2 separate regions of the Rattus norvegicus genome follow, and region 1 is linked to region 2. Evidence: chromatin contacts called from public Hi-C data. All regions are on one chromosome and are shown on one strand. The core of a region is the stretch at or near the end of the contact, and the rest is flanking DNA. Distances in the headings are between cores, read along the strand shown.

Region 1 (3,221 bases), core at 597-3,096, 150 kb before region 2:
TAGTGAAGCCCATAGAAACCTTTAACACCCTTCTGCCACGGGAACAGATGGCTTCTTTTCTCCCTGGTTAGATTACAAAAATAGTTGTGCAATGACTCTTCGGCTAATACAGTACCGAACTTCGAAGGAAGAAAGGGAACTTGGCTGAATTCCAGTTAAACTTTCTCATCCTCCAGAATATTCTACATTTCCAGCTTGAGGAAGCCACTGTGCTTTTTTTATGACCTTGTGAAAGTTAGCCAACTTCACTTTCACAATCCGCATTGTAGTCAAATTGTAGCCATTCGATATCAGAATGTCAATATGTTTCAAAAATGAAAGCAGAAAATGTTTCTGCGGTGTATTGTGTGTGTGGGGGAGGGGTGTAAGAAAAATCTGGAAAGGAAGCAGAAAATAAAGCCTTCATGTTCCAAGGATTGGCTGGAATAGTGGAGTTTTTCAATGTGTGCACTTTCCGCCGCTAGGGGGCTTTACACGCAGACGTGAAGTTCTGCACCTTTTAAAACGTGGGCGAAGTAACTTTTAGAAGCGCGTGCGGTTGGCTCCGTGGAGCTGCGGGCTGCATGTGAAAAAGGAGTCTACAGACCTGTCTGAATGACTGCAGGGTGCTCTCGGCTTCCTCCCTCTGGAGCATCTCCTCCTGCAATCTGAAGCAGCAGCACATTAACCAAAGGGGAACTGGGAAACGGCCAGGGGCGGGGCGGCCACACCCAACCACTAACGCTGGCTTTGAGGCCAGGGCTGCTGTGACAGACACCTCCACCCACAGCAGTGACGGCAACTTGTCGAGCTGGCAGCTCTCTGCAGGTGTTAGGTGGAGCTGGGGCACACTGAAAAAGGCAATCAGTGCCCTTCCCAACAATCACAGCCAGTCCCCTGTCCCAGCGTCCCAGTTGCCTTTGCCATCTCTTTGTCTGGAAACCTTCACACCCATTCTTTCGTTCTGTCTGGTAACTGTAAGCTCACCAGATGGACCTAACAAACTTTCTAAAAGTTCAACTGAAGTGCTTGAGTGGGGAGAAGAGAGAAATGTTCACTGCAAAGTTTAGGTTCAGGGTGGGGCCCGCTTCCTCTGCTATCCCCCAGACAACCGCCACCCCAGCCACATCCCTAAGGGCGTGGCAGCCCCAGCGCCAGGCCCAGGACTCCCCTCCCTCCCACACCCACACCCACACCCCACCACTCGCGTGGGTCAGGCCTTACTTTTCTCGCAGCCGCATGATGTCCTCGGCCAGGTTGTCCCTCTCCACCTCCACACGGGCCTTGTCATTGGTGAGCTGATCCACCTGCCGGCGCAACTCCCTCATCTCCTCCTCGTAGAGGTCGCCCAGGCGCGACTTGCCCTGGCCCTTAAGCTGCTCGAGCTCGGCCAGCAGGATTTTGTTCTGCTGCTCGAGGAAGCGCACCTTGTCGATGTAGTTGGCGAAGCGGTCATTCAGCTCCTGCAATTCCACCTTCTCGTTGGTGCGGGTGTTCTTGAACTCGGTGTTGATGGCGTCGGCCAGCGAGAAGTCCACGGAGTCCTGCAGCAGCCGCACGCCGGGCACGCTGCTCCGCAGGCGCACGGCGGAGGACCGGGTCACATAGGCGCCACCCGGGGACGAGGAATAGAGGCTGCGGCTAGTGCTGGGGCGCAGCGCGCTGCCTAGGCTGTAGGTGCGGGTGGATGTGGTCACATAGCTCCGGTTGGAGCTGGGCCGGCTCGATGTGCCGGAGCCACCGAACATCCTGCGGTAGGAGGACGAGGACACGGACCTGGTGGACATGGCTTCGAAGGACGAGGTGGCCTGGCTTGCTGCGGCTGCAAGATCTGCAAGAAGAGAGCGAGGGCGCAGTGGCTGTGAACCGTAGGAGCGCTGGGGTCTCTGGGGGGTCCAGGAGCAAGAGTGGCAGAGGGACTGGACCCCGCCAAGGGCGCTGCTTTTATAACACTGTTAGGAAAGAGGGTCCCCTCCCACTGTCATCCTAGCCGCCGAATGAGCCAGCCAATGGGGACCCGGAGAGAAGTGAGGAAGGAGTGGGGCGGGGGGGGGCTCCCCTCGAGCCTTCCTCCTGGGCTTTCGGGGATCGAGCACAGTCCTGTTATTACTTGGAAGTCTTAGGACTTTCAGGGGTTTTCCGGATGATCACCCCAACTCTCTGCTCACCCTTGGGTGCTGAGAAAGAAGGGATCGCGGGGAGGATTCGTGGGGGAAGGGGGGCTCCGGAAAGTTGTGTAAATCGGTCCCTGGCACTGAGCCAAAGGGGCGTGGGCCTAGGCGCGCCGGTAGGAGGGGCGCGGTCGCAAAGCTGCGGTCTTCTGGGACTGGGTGGGTGGGGAGATCTGTGAGCCGGGGAGCGGGAAGAGCCTGCAAGAGCGGTGTTGCAGATCGGAAGGCGGGGAGAGAGAAACAAAGAGGGCCTGAGATTGGGGGTGGAGAAGCACACAGCCCAAGATATCTAGCTCAAGGCCGGGCGCTCGCTCGGATCCTTTACAGAGGTTTGGGGTGGTCGTACCCCCTGATCTAACGGACTCCGTGCAACTCCAGAGGATCAGGATCCACTGCCTCTGGAGGAAAGCCCAGGGGACAGGGGTGGGGTCGCTGAGTCAGTGTCTGTGTCTCATGGATCCCTGAGGGTGAGATCGGCTAGCGGTTCAGGAAAACCGTTAGTTGAGATTGACTCCAGACTCCAAGAGCGCTGAACTCGCTGTCCCAAGTTTTAAACCAACTTTGAGCGTGGCCGCTCTGGTTATTATTGTGGGAGTGTGGAGGGTTCTCTTTAGGAAGAAACTCATGCAGACCCGGGGGAGTCACAAAACACATCCCATTCCTCCCAGACCACAAAAGCACTCAGAAAGGCTTTTCTAGCTAAGTCTCCCTGCCGCCCTTCCCTCTTGTCTCTTCTTCCTGCATGAAACCACACCCTAAGTTCTGGGTGAAAGAGGAAACTACTTTGGTAATTTCAAAAGCAAGCTCAGTGATCACGGGCTTTTCTGAAAAGTGGACTTCATTAGAAGATAACCCAAGCCGGACAAGAATTCATTAGGTGTTGCTAAAATATCCAATTCGATGAATGAGTTCGGATGAAAGGTAGTTATGTAACTCAAGTGATAAACCGAAGAAGCAGATTTGTGTAGATTTTAGAGCAGCGATGCAGGGGGAAAGATTCTAGTGACTCGTCTGGACAATGTCACAGATCCTGTTTTCCACAAAGAAACGTCATGAAATCTAACTTGAAAC
Region 2 (3,176 bases), core at 593-3,092:
TATTTTGTTCTATGAGCCAGGCTTTTATCTGTCCCAGAGTCCATCTGCAGCAGATGCTCAGGCCATTGGAAGGTACAATAATATATATTTAAACACTTAGTGTTTCACTACGGCAAGACAATTGAAGGCTGCAGCTTGTGGAACTGACCACTTATGTATCCACAGGACAGTGTTTCTGGCTCTCAAAGTCTTTCCCTTCTCCCTGGGGAGGGACTAGGCATTCACCACTCCATCAGTGGTCATAAAATCCAATATTTATAGATGTCCCTGGACTTCTGAAGACATCATTTTTATAATGAATTAGAATAATTATTAATAGTTACTTATGGAAAAGGATATACTCAGGATTAAAATGGTTTGAAAATAATGCTGGAACTGATTACTTTCTGTAACAACTTTTTAAGACAGATGTTGATGCTTGATTCTGAGCCGAGAGAAGAGATGTGGGAAATAGAACATTTTTACTGGGGCCAGCTGAGTGTCTGGAAGCCTAGAAGAGTATGTAATTCTAGCATAGGGAAAACATAGCTAAGACATACTTATATTATGATGCCAATAATTCTTCAGAGAGAATGTATTAAAAGTAGATTTATCTAATAAAAACACACACACATAGTCATTGCAGGAGATTGAGAAAACAGGAAAGCTTAGAGGAAACCAAAAGATTTAAATTGCACCACTACTAAGAATATTTAGTGGTGTTCATTGCCTGCTCTTTTTATGTTTATTTTATTTTAATATTCATAGATTATCTTATGCATTCTACCCTGTAATGACATTTTTCTATGGGGCGTATCTAGTGTGTGTGTTACTTTCCAAGTTCTCATCTTCACAGTGCAGCCTGCTGGGAGACGTTTAGGATCCTCTCTGAGATAAACATCTTTGTAGTTAAATGCTAGCCTACATTCATGGTTATGCATTGATTAAAAAAAAAAAAAAGAGGAAAGAAAACAAAACAAAAAACACAACCAAAAGACTGAAAATCAGCCTTTGTGCCTTCTAATGGAACTGATCCGTAGAAAGCAGAACTTAAAACCATAAAGGCAACAAGAGCAGGCTGAGATCAGCCAGCCCGTAGAGAGGCCACTGTGCCATCTGGATGTGAGCTAAAGTCCTAATTCAAAGTGATACAAAATAACTCAGAATAACTCAGAATGTGGCCGTCTGCTGGTCTGTCGCCGGCACGCAAAGCCTGGCATTATGGGAAACCATTGACTTTAGATGGGCGTTTCACATGCCCTGCCCCACCCTGGCAGCACGTGGCATCGTGGGTTTGCCCCACCCTGGCAGCACGTGGCATCGTGGGTTTGCCCCACCCTGGCAGTGCGTGGCATCGTGGCTTTTCCTGTAGTGAGGACATGTGTGTGGGTCCGGATGCTGGTGTGTGTGAGTCCCCAATGCTGCTGTGTGTGAGTCCCCGATGCCACTGTGTGTGAATCCCCGGTGCCGGTGCCGGTGTGCCGTGAGTGAGTGGCTGCACGTTCAGTTGGGGAGAGGCACCAAGGCCCCACAGAGCTGTGGTGGAGCACTGTCCGAGTGTGTCATGCACCCTCAGCCTTCAGCAGCATTTAGCTCCTCTACCTTCTGTAATTCAATGACGGATCCCACACGCCCTGGGTTTTCCCTGTTCCTAATGAGGACTCTGCATCAGTCTCCTACTCTGCGATTTTCGTTTGGCAGAATTACAGAAACATTCCGAAGCCTTTACATTTTAAAGTGACCTAGGAGGCTCTCATGCTTACTAAAATCATGTGTGTAAAATTAACAACATTCGTGAGGGCTGACTCCTGCGCTTGGGCTCTAGCTCAGAGGTGGGGTTCCTTCCCAGCCCACACAATACCCTGGCTTCTACAGCACCGGAAATACAATGAGTCAGTACCATAGGCATTCTGCAGTTGTGGTTTTCGGGGGAGAAATAAACAGGTGTTTGAAGAATTCTGCATCTTCTGCCCTCTTGAGTTCCAAGGCTTAAGCAGCAGGAGGCACACCATAGGACAGTGAGGAGAAAGGTCACTAAAATAAGGAACAGCACATTACTTTGGCACATCCCGTGCCTTCTCACCTCACTGTGCTAGCCTCAGCAGCTCCTGATGTCCTCTCCCTTGTTGGGCTATCCTCTACCATGATGGACCCGCACTTCTTCACCTCCTGCACGTATACTTAACTTCCCTCCCCACACTCAGGGTGATTTGCATCTGGCTGTCCACCCAGAATGTCAGGGAGGACTGCAGTCACAACTCAAACCCAGGTTACCATAGCAACAGGATGCAAGCAAGGGTTCTCCATCTCCAGGCTTGATTCATTTCTTCCCTCCCTGCTCAGCCAGTGATGGTGGTTCTGTAAAGTGTTAAACGTGAGTCAGCCTCAGCTGTCTAGACTCATATGTCATTGCACAAAGCTACTTCTGGGTGGCTTCTTTAGTTAAGAAAAGAAAAGGAGTGTTCCCTTTATATCAGACCAAAAATTAGAAGAACACTTCAAATGAATTTCCTTGTCGCCTTGTAGTTTTCTCATTTGCCAGAAAGCTGTTAGTACCATGGCATACCAAACATGCACATTCATAGAGTTCAAGACGTTAAGTAATTTCTACAAGACTGTGTGCTAGGCAGAGTCCCTGTAGCCAGACTCTGACCAACTCTGCCCATCTTCTATGAATGCCCCATCAAGGAAATGACTTGGTCGCTTCCATCAATGCTTGACTTCAAAGAGCCCATCTAAGGGCTCCTGGACAGAGATCACTCATCAGCTTCATTGTATTGACTAGCGTTTCCCTTCATATATAGAGAGAGGAATCTTTGCTGGCCCCTGCAGGTTCTTCTCTAAGTGCTTTAACTTATTTCAGTCACGTTAAAAAAAAAAGAAAAAAAAAGCTTCAGACGTGAAACAGTTTTCCTTGGATTCCAAGCTTTCTATATAGCAGGATTTGATGAAAAATTCCCAGTTTAAACGGTATCATACCAGAAAGGCGTAATTCACCTTCCATGTCTTATATCCAATCTTCTGCAACTGAGAAAATGAAGTTTACTTCTAGACACTCTTCGAGAGAATAAGAAAAACAATACTGTTGATTGTGGTTAATGGTTCGGTGGTACGGTAGATGCCTACAGTGGCAAGATTCTGGGTTTGAGCTCCAGAATCAAAAAGAGAAGAAAATGAAAAGGAAAGTTAATGCATAA

Evidence for each region. Hi-C and Micro-C count contacts between places; a contact is called where the count stands out from the background.
Region 1: a Hi-C map of kidney shows a contact between it and region 2, with 4 times the contacts expected there. The contact joins the promoter of Vim here to the enhancer-like site in region 2. A contact is called at or near these places in 4 of 12 Hi-C or Micro-C datasets (the A7r5 cell line, kidney, mammary epithelial cells and 1 more).

The regions. Positions count from the first base shown.
Region 1 is chr17:81,575,886-81,579,106 of GRCr8, reverse strand. It overlaps Vim (vimentin), which reads right to left and starts at 1,846. Exons shown (of 9, transcript NM_031140.1): 1 at 1,204-1,846; 2 at 587-647. The coding sequence starts at 1,766.
Region 2 is chr17:81,427,012-81,430,187 of GRCr8, reverse strand. All of the region lies in intron 27 of Cubn (cubilin), which reads left to right. Among named protein-coding and RNA genes, the nearest start is that of Cubn, 73 kb to the left of the region's middle. Within about 2 kb of position 1,842, at least 40 of the 93 cell types and tissues checked have an H3K27ac peak or open chromatin away from gene starts, as enhancers often do. A contact at or near this core is called in the A7r5 cell line, where this site is marked.